Linked DNA regions of Ovis aries: region 1 is linked to region 2. The links are chromatin contacts, called in public Hi-C maps. All regions are on one chromosome and are shown on one strand. Each heading gives the region's core, a stretch centred on a gene start, on an enhancer-like site or on the middle of the called end of the contact. The rest is flanking DNA. Distances are from core to core; before and after follow the strand shown.

Region 1 (5,342 bases), core at 2,230-4,729, 170 kb after region 2:
ACTCCAGGGAGGTTTCCAGGTGATGCTAGTGGTAAAGAATCCACCTGCCAATGTAGGTGATGTAAGAGACATGGGTTTGATCCCTGGGTTGGGAAGGTCCCCTGGAGGAGGTCATGGCAACCCATTCCAGTGTTCCTGCCTGGAGAATCTTATGGAGGGAAGAACCTGGCAGGCTATGGTCCACGGGTTCACAAAGAATCAGACACGACTGAAGTGACTTAGCACGTGTGCACACACACTCTATCACTAGCATAACTAATTATTGTCAATGTTTGCTCTGGGCCTGGCAGTGATGAATCAGGAGAAAGGCTCATGGACCAGCCTGGACTTCTTATCCACTGGCCAGTGCCCTAAAGCTGCCTCGTCTTGGGCTGGACACCAGGAAGTCAGATGTACTGGAATGTTCTTCTGAGAAGAAAATGAGGGTGAAGGAACTGGCTTGGTGAGTAAGGGTGGGAGAGGAGAAGGCCAAGAATCTACCAGGCCACATGCAGCGGCACCAGTCAGGACCCTTTCCACAATCAGATCCTGTTCCAAATTCTGGTATCCTCTCACTCACCGGACCAGGGATCTCAAACTCAAGACCATCATGAAATAAATGAGAGAAATGAGTCCAGTGTAAGACAACAGGGCATGGTGGGGACTGTGGCTAAGTGGAAAAAGTATGTGTCTTCTGGAGGCCTACAAAGTCAAAATTGGAAAGTATATGAGTGGGCTTGCCTGGCGGTCCAGTGGTTAAGAATCTGTCTTGCAATGCAGGGGACACTGGTTCAATTCCTGGTCTGGGAAGATCCCACATGCTGCGGGGCAACTAAGCTAAGCCTGTGCGCCACAACTACTGAGCTTGTACCCTAGAGCCTTGGAGCTGCAATTGCTGAAGCTCATGCGCATCGAGCCTGTGCTGGGCAACAAGAGAAGCCACTATAATGAGAAGCCTGAGCACGGAAACTAGTAGCTCCTCCTGCTCACCGTAACTGGAGAAAGTCTGTACAGCAACAAAGACCCAGCACAGCCACAAATAAAAAAGTAAATAAAATTTAAAAACCCTATATGGGCAAAAAAAAAAAAAAATTATGACTGGCTGAAGGGCTGCCTTTTTGAGACCTGCATCCTAGGAGCCCAAAGAGGGATAAGCCCCAACCTCCACCTTCCAGACTAAATTTCCCCGCCACCACCACCCCAGCAGGTCTCCTGAGGGACCCAGGGACTCCCTCCTCTAATTTTCTGAAGAACCATTCCCTCCAACCCTGCCTCTGGCCTCTGCTCCCCTGGAGAGGGGACAGAGGGTTCTGAAGCTCTGAGAGGTCACCAATACCTTTGACAGAGGACGAGCAACAGGGGCAAAAAGAGATACAGAGACAGGAAGACTCAGACCAGGGGAGTGGAGGGAGTCAGAAAGAGACCAGGTGGAGAGAAAATAAGAGGGGTCAGGGATGGGTTGGCTGAGGGTGGGGGAGGTCAGGCTTGGCAGAGAGCAAAGTTTTGCTTTTTGGCCCAGCGGCAGGCATGCAGGATCTTAGTTCCCAGACCAGGGATGGAACCCATGCCCCTGCAGTGGAGGCGCAGTCCTAACCACTGGACCGCCAGCGAAGTCCCTAGAGCAGTCTGTTCATCTCCTCTCTACTGACATGTGAGGTCGGATGAGTCTTTGTTGTGGGGACTGTCTGGTGCTTTGTAGGATATTTAGCATTCACCCTGACCTCTATCCCCTGGAGGCCAGTAGCAGCCCCTCCCTTTGTGACAATCAAAAATGTCTGCCAAAATTAAAAAAATGTCTGCAAACACTGCTTAATATCACCCACATGCATGCTAAGTTGCTTCAGTCGTGTCTGATTCTTTGAGACCGTTTGGACTGTAGCCCATCAGGCTCTTCTGTCCATGGGATTCTCCAGGCATGAATACTGAAGTGGGTTGCCATGCCCTCCTCCAGCGGATCTTCCCGACCCAGGGACTGAACCCTCATCTCTTACATCTGCTTCACTGGCAGGCAGGTTCTTTACCGCTAGTGTCACACAGGAATCACCTGGGGGAGGCAAAAATCACTCCAGGTTGAGAACCACTGGCTAAAAGAAAGTCACCAGAACCTCCATAACTGAGGCCCATTCCCCTCTCCCCCAAGAATGCACAGAATTTCACCAAGGAGCTGATGCTCTGTGGACTTGATGGCCTGACCTAGAATCCCCAGCTCTGCCACCTTCGGGCTGTGTGACTCTGGGCAAGTGGTCCCATCTCTGTTCCTCGATTAATTTCCTCACCTGTGAGTTGGGACAGCACAGGTCCCTAGTCAGAGGATTCTTCTGAGTAAGAAGGTCAGTAAAAATAAAGCACTGGGCTCTAATGGGTCCTTCACACATCATTTCTCTGTGTGGGGGAGCTATTGATTCTCTGAGAATCCAGAGAAGGTCTTCCAGCTAAGACCCTCAGGTTGGGGCAGGGGTTTCAAGTCCGGCCTGTGGGCCAGCCATTAGTGTGTTTCACTGGCTGGCACAGTTTCTCATTTTGAATATTTTCTTTATTTGGCTGCACTGGGTCTTTAGTTGTAGCATGTGAGACCTAGCACCCCGACCAGACCAGGGATAGAACCTGGGCCTCCTGCCTTGGGAGTGCAGAGTCAGCCACCGAGCCACCCGGGAGGTCCCTCATTTGGACTATTAATGCCTCTCAAAGGGACAGTCAACACAGTGAAGATATACACCATCCAGATTTTGGAGCCAGGCTGCCTAGGTTCAAACGATGACCTTGAGGAAGTAGCTTCCTCCTTCTGCGCCTCAGTTTCCCCACGTGTACAAAGACGATCGCCATAGGACCCCAACTTCAATGTGAAGATTAATCAGTGAATTCCGATTTGTAACGCAGGTAGGACAGTATCGTATAGGGCAGTGCTGGGCTCCATGCGAAGTGCTGGGTGAAGAAAAACAACGTCCCAGCTAGTTTACTGAGGACCCGCAACCTGCCCCGGTATCTTGAATGCCGTTCCAGGGAAGTAGATTTCTCAGCACCGGAGAGGGAGTTGGAAAGGACTTAACTTTTCAGAGCAGGCTGTGAGTCCTGGCTTTCCGCGGTGGGGAGGGGGGCCTCCCGGGTCCCCTCGGTGCGGCCGGCCTCTCAGGCCCCGGGGCTGGACTGGAGCCGGGTGGGGGCTGGGCGGGGGCGCCGGTGTCCGCAGGGTCCGAGCGGCCGGCGCGTGTGAAGGTTACCGCTCCCCGGCGGGGCGGGGGCCGCGCGCTGTTGCTGGGGTCTGCGGGGCCTGCCCGCGCCCGCGCCCCCCCTCCTTCCCGGCCAGCCAGTGAGCGGTACCCGCCGCCGTTGCCAGGGGAAACTCGCCGCCCCGTTACCCAGCAACAAGCCTGGCCCAACCAGGCGCGAGGACCCCCCAGGCCCCGCCCGCCGCTGCCCACCGCGTGCCCAATGCCAGGCGGGCAGAGCCGGCCCGGCTCCCGGAGACGGCGAGCGCGCTCATTGGCCGCCGCCGCGCCTGCCCGCCCGCCCGGATCTTGGGGAGCCCTCGGCGCGGGGGGCGGGGAGGCGGGCCCCGGGGAGCTGCCGGGCTCACTGCCTGCAAGCCTGCGGCAGGCTGGGGTGAGGCCTGGGCTGGGCACTGCCGCCCCCCCCCCCCCCCCCCCCCCCCCCCCCCCCCACCCCCCCGGCCCTCACCGTAACTCGCACTCCCTGACGAGGATGGGCACTTAGGATGGGCTGGAAATAGGGGCCGCGCATCCCGTCCCTCCCCAGGACGGCACGCTGGAGTCGGCCTTGTGGAAACAGCTAGCAAGCCTCCCCTTCTCAGAGGGAGACCTGGGCATCCTGACTCCGCAAAGATAGGAGCTGGTTGTCTGCACATGCCCCCACCCCCACCTCAGACCCTCCCCAAACAGGATTTAGGCATCTTGACTTTAAAAAAACACAGGGGCTGGGGAATCTCTCCCAGAAAAAGATCCCATAAAAATAGGGGTCTCCCCTTCTCCTCAAAGGACTCAGGCATGCCCTGTCTTGTGACAACGAGCATATGAACCCCCCACCAAGGGATGCTAGTTTCCCAGTCCCTGGAAAGAAGCATTCAGGCTGCCCCCAGAGGGAACCCAGGCAGGTCGGCTTCTGAGAAAGTTAGAACTGAGCTCCCCACCCCCACAGGAAGCAGAGACTCTGGTCTTTGGGCCCTCAGGCAACGAGATGTCTCAGAGTCCGTGGGCATCCTGGCGCCTCACCATACTGATTCTGGGAGACCCCACAGATACACCAGTTACTAGACCCTCAGGTGTCCAGTTCATCCAGACTACCACCTACCCAGCCCCAAGGGGTAGGCTGCGAGCGAGCTCGCCTCCCCTCCGAGTCATTTTCCCCAGGGTCTAGCTTGTTGATCTACCAGGTCGCAGGCATCTGACCCCACAGCCACGCCCTCTGCTCCCTGGCACTCAACCTCCCCCCTCCCCCCACCACGCACATGCCGGGAACCCAGGAGTGAAGCCCCAAGTGTCACAGAGCCTCCCCTCCTCCAGTCACCTGGCGAGGTGACCCAGCCCCTCACAGTGTGCAGGGGGTCCCTTCCAAGTCCTGGGGCCCTGGGATGCCCAGGACCCTAGGTCTGGTAGATCCTGGCTCCCAGTGCTCTTAGTTGGCCACCAGGGATCCGGGACCGCGAGCCTGCAGCCCCAAGGGACCCTGATGTGAGCGCCCAGGCTACTCCAGAGAGGCTCAGATTCCTCAGTCCTCACCCCCAGGAGACCCAGGCAGCCAAGCCCCCAGCTCCAGACGCGGGTGGAGTCCAGGTGCGGCCCGCCCCTACCCTGGTACCTGGGGTGTGGGGGGGTGGAGTCGAGGATTACTCAGCCTCCAGAATGAGGCGATGACATCATCCTGGGAGGGGGGTGACTAATGGCCGCGCTGGGGGGGGCGGGGAAGTTTACCCGGTAACAGCGGCTGCCGCACGGCCCCGCCCCAGGGGAAGGGCCAGGAGAGGGAGGCATAAGCACACACACACACACACACACACACGCACACACACACGCACACAAGCACACATACATACACAAGCCCACTTAGCATTTCCCCTCCCCCCCAAGCATCCCACATCACACACATCCTATTGGGGCAAGGGCAGGGATGAGTGCGTGTGTGAGACTGTGTGTTTGTGTGACTGCGTGGTTTGTGTCCTGGAGAGTTCCCTGTCAGTCTGCTGGGCTACTGTGCTGCGTGTCCAGGGGTTGACTTATCTGAGCTGTGTTTGTGTAAAGTTGCGGTGTGGGACTGTGTCAGTGTACTGTCCTGTATCAGCTGATGGTGTGTGTCACAGGGATGATGTTGTGTGATGGCATTTGTCCCACGGGGTGGCTCTGACTCTGTCA
Region 2 (4,757 bases), core at 1,169-3,668:
CCCCCTGAGATGGTCTCAGGAACGAGTGCCCACGTCACACATAAAAGATTAGCTCTCAAATTGTTCAGTGTGGTTGTCCTGATTGAACCTACGGACCTCCCAAGGACTGGGGTACAGGTATCCAAGGAACTTCAGTGACCAGGATCCTGGTGTCTTAGCTCCACCACTGCTCCAATGGGAACCCCAACATCAGTTTCCCACTAGCCCATAAATGAGCACTAAGGGATTATAGCGCCTCCCACATATCTTGGAGCAGCTAACCCTGTGCCCCACAACTACTGAGGCTGTGCTCTAGAGCCTGTGCTCCACAACAAGGGAAGCCACCCACCGCAAGAAGCCTGTGCACTGCAGCGGGAGAGCGAGCAGGCCCTGCTCAGCACAGCTAGAGAAAGCCTGCGTGCAGCAATGAAGACCCAGCACAGACAAAAATAAACTAAATAAATGAATTTTGTATTGTTGTCCAGGCACTCAGTCGTATCTGACTCTTTGCAACCCCAAGGACTGCAGCATGCCAGGCTTCCCGGTCCTTCACCATCTCTCGGAGTTTGCCCAGATTCATGTCCCTTGAGCTGATGATGCCACCCAACCATCTCATCCTCTGTTGTCCCCTTCTCCTCCTGCCTTCAATCTTTCCCAGCATCAGCGTCTTTGCCAATGAGTTGGCTCTTTGCATCAGGTGGCCAAAGTATTGGAGCTTCAGCATCAGTTCTTGCAATGAATATTCAAGATTGATCAACCTTATTCAAAGTTGATCTCCTTTAGGATTGACTAGTTTGATCCCCTTGCAGTCCAAAGGACTCTCAAGAGTCTTCTCTAGCACCACAGTTCAAAAGCATCAACTCTTTGGTGCTCAGCCTTCTTTAAATGAATATTAAAAATAATTTTTTTTTAAAAAAAGAGTGTTCCTATCAGCCCGTGTACATGAGGGTGCAGAGATGTGTGCCTTGGTTCCTCTGTCCAACCTGAGGAAGACCCTAGCTCTCTGCCAGCCCTGCCCACCCGCCTCCCCTAAGACTTCCAGCCCACCTTCATCAGTTGCACTGCGGTCTCCTAGGAGTACTTCATGCTCACATGTTCAGCTGGTCCCACTCTTCTCAACCGCATGGACTGTAGCCTGCCAGGCTCCTCTGTCCATGGGATCCTCCAGGCAAGAATACTGGAGTGGGTTGCCATACTCTCCTCCAGAGGATCTTCCAAACCCCGGGACTGAACCCGGGTGTCATGTCTCCTGCATTGGCAGGTGGGTTCTTTACCACTGAGTCACCTGGGAAGCCCCCTAGCAGCACTTAAGCACCTGGAAACCCCCATGCCAGGCTGCTGAAGGGGCTTGGGAGGGAGAGATTTTGTATTTTCTACCAGAGTGGAAAAGAACTGGCTGGATCACCTGGGTCTCCAGATCTCTATGGGAGGTACTATAATCCCTTAGTTCCCATTTATGGTCTAATGGGAAGCTCCAAAGTTAGGGTTCCCGCAGGAGTAGTGGTGGAACTAAGACCCCAGGATCCTGATCTCTGAAGTTCCTTGGACACCTGTGTCCCAGTCCCTGGGAAGTCTAGATGTCAAATCCTGGTCTTATAAGGTGGGGGGTGGGGGGTGGGGTTGGGGGGGCGCGGGCGGGGGGGGGGGTTGTTGAGCCCAAGGTCCCCTTCTTGTCCAGATGGCCTCGCTGACATTCTTAAGTTCTCTCCTGGTAAAGGGTCTCTAACGCCTGGATTTGCTCCCCTAGAGGGGACGCTGACGTCTGGGTCTCCACCCCTACAGGAGCGGGCGCAGGGTGCCTTCCTTGTCTTGAGGAGCTGCTGGGTGCTGAGTATTCTTAGGGAACATGGGGTGATAGTTCCTTCCAGTGGGGTATATAGAGATAGAGCCTGGACTCCGGTGTTCCCCTCTTGGGGTGGGGAAGCCGACTTCGAGGTTCCCGTTCTGGTGGGCTAAGGGGGCTCAGACATCTGAGCAGCCCAGGACTCCCTTGCTTGGAACCCCCTACCTGAATATTCATTGGAGGGACTGAGGCTGAGGCTGAAGCTCCAATACTTTGGCCACCTGATGCGAAGAGCCGACTCATTGGAAAAGACCCTGATTGATGCTGGCAAAGATTGAAGGCAGAAGAGGAAGAGAGAAGACCAGACGGTTGGATGGCCTCATCGACTCAATGGACATGAGTTTGAGCAAACTCCGGGAGATGGTGAGGGACAGGGAGGCCTGGCGTGCTGCGGTCCATGGGGTCGCAAACAGTCGGACACGACGGAGCCACTGAACAACAACCGCGGAAAAGATCAGAGTGGCTGACGCGCGGCAGGACCGAAGGGAGGAGGCTCCGTGGGCGGGGCTCCAGCAGGCCCCGCCCCAGCCCGCCGGCGCTGTCTCCACGCATCCAAGTCTGCGAGGCCTCGGCGGGCGCGGAGAACCTAGCGACACAGCCCGCGCGCCCCGCCGAGCCTGGCCCGCCCCGGGGTCTATGGGGCCGCTCCTCTGCGCCGCCCGGCCGGCCCCACGCCGCGCCCGGAGACTGCCCTCGCGGTCAGATAACGAGGCGGTGGGTCTTGCAGGTAGGGGACGCCAGGGGGCAGGTATGAGAGGACAGGGAACTCCTGAGTCCTGGAGGTGAAGGGGACCGGGACTCCAGTGTCCTGGGGGCTAGGGCAGCGGAACGCCTGTCTCCCGGGGCTGAGAGTAGGGGCGCACGGAGGTTGAGTCTTGGAGAATTAGGGGCCTGGGGGATCTGAACGCCAAGATCTAGGGCATCGGGGGACCTGGCTGGGAAGGCTTGGGGGCGGCGTGGATGTGGGGAGCGGGGCTGGACCCTGAATGCCTAGCCCTGGAGGAATGAAGACCTAATTGAACATGTTTCCGGTTCTGGGGAATCTGAATACCAGGACACCTGGGCTCAGAATTCTGGATCCATCCTGAGGGCTACCTGGGGCTGAGGAGCTGGCCGCTGCATCGGGGGTCTTCAGGGAGGAAGTTGTGGTTGCGGAGATTTGGCGGCCCAGACACGTGGCATCACCCCCAGGGTTTGAGGGGTGGTCCCTGGGAAAAGCATTGGGTGGGGTCCCTAGTTTCTGCCTCCCCCCCGCCCCTGTCTCTTTAACCGAGCCTGGGAAATAGGCGTACCGCAGATGCAAAAACCAGACTCCCGGGATGGGCTTGTGGTGGGAGCAGGTCCCCGGGGTAGAGGGCTCTGGGGGCTGGAGCCGGTCTTGCCTGGGCCCCGGCGAGGCGCCCGCCCCCCGCCCGGCTTTGGGCATGCTTGGCACGCAGCGCGCGGGCCGGTCGGATCCGTATGCGCGCCGCGTGCGCCTATTGGTATGCGGGAGCCGGCCCGGCGCGGGCGTGAGGCGGGCGCGCTGGCGGGCGGCGCGGGGGAGGCGGCGGCGGGGCACGTCCTCACCCTGAGTGAGCTTCGCCCGGAGCCCGGCACGGTGAGAGCTGCGGGCTGTGTAACCTGGCCTCCGGGTAGGAGAAACTGAGGCCACCTCCCGCGGCAGCTCCTCGCCGGGACCCTGCACCCAACCCCGCGGACCTTGGTTTGCCTACCAGGTGTCCCACGCGCCCCCTCGGGCGCTGAGCGTTGCCTCCCGCTCCTTCCCGCTGCAGGAGACGCGGCTCTCGAGTCCCACAGGCCGCTCTGAGCCCGCCTGAGCGGGTCCCCACGGAGATGGCGGCCCCCTACCCCAGCGGTGGCGGGGGAGGTCGCGGCGGCAGCGTCCCTTGGGACTTTCTGCCGGGGTTCGTGGTCAAGGCCCCGCCGGGACCCTGGTGAGCAAAGCCCTGCCCCTCGGGCCGTGGCCCCGCCCCAAGGCGGGATCCGACGAGGATTCACATTCACCTTCGCCCCGCCCCTCGGGCCGTGGCCCCGCCCCAAGGCGGGATCCGAAGAGAATTCACACTCACCTTCCGCCCCGCCCCTCGGGCTAGACTTTCTTACCCGGAGTTGCTCTACCGAGGTTCCGCAACTCACCGCACACTGGGCGTTCGGTTCCTAGCCCCCTTTTTCGGGACTCCTACCCAACATTCTTACCGCTCCCCTCTCCTTCCTCCTCCCCCTCAGCCTTTACACCCCCAAGTCCTGCCCCACGGCTGGGCAGAGAAGTCACTCTCAGGCTCTGTCCCGACCTCCAGAGTCCTGAACCCACTTCCAACGTCCCGTTCCCCCCGTTCCCGAGGCCCCCGCCCCCGAACCCGGAGTCCCCGGCCCCCGCTGACGCTCCCTCCGCGCCGCCCGCCCAGCCTGCAGGCGCAGCGCAAGGAGAAGTCCCGTAACGCTGCGCGCTCGCGGCGCGGAAAGGAGAACCTGGAGTTCTTCGAGCTGGCCAAGCTACTCCCTCTGCCCGGAGCCATCTCCAGCCAGCTGGACAAGGCGTCCATCGTGCGCCTCAGCGTCACCTACCTCCGCCTGCGCCGCTTTGCCGCGCTCGGGGCGCCGCCCTGGGGGCTGCGGTCTTCGGTGCCGCCGGCGGGCCTAGGTGAGTGCGCATGCGCGGGGGCGGGGTCCTGGCGCGCTCGCGCAGGGCAGGGCACCCCGGGTCTGAGCTGTGAGCTAGCTGTGGCCAGTCTCCTCCACCCGAAAGGAAGGGAGTACAGAATTTGGAGTCAGACCTTTTGGGTGTTGCTATCAGACGGCTTCTGCTGTCCAGGCCTCAGTTTATTCATCTGTAAAATGGGCTCACCAGGTAGGGACGGTTTCATGAATTCTGCCCTGGCCGTACCAGCGGTCATGCCACTAGTAAGGGCTATTATTTTTATTAGAGGAAATG

The links. Hi-C and Micro-C count contacts between places; a contact is called where the count stands out from the background.
Region 1: a Hi-C map of mixed tissues shows a contact between it and region 2, with 2.5 times the contacts expected there. The contact joins the promoter of BBC3 here to the promoter of NPAS1 in region 2. A contact is called at or near these places in 4 of 16 Hi-C or Micro-C datasets (hypothalamus, mixed tissues and tail adipose tissue).

What each region holds. Positions count from the first base shown.
Region 1 is chr14:54,010,631-54,015,972 of ARS-UI_Ramb_v3.0, forward strand. It overlaps BBC3 (BCL2 binding component 3), which reads right to left and starts at 3,480. Exons shown (of 4, transcript XM_027978529.3): 1 at 1-3,480.
Region 2 is chr14:53,845,981-53,850,737 of ARS-UI_Ramb_v3.0, forward strand. NPAS1 (neuronal PAS domain protein 1) reads left to right here and starts at 2,419. Exons shown (of 12, transcript XM_027977942.3): 1 at 2,419-2,549; 2 at 3,598-3,759; 3 at 4,231-4,466. The coding sequence starts at 3,659.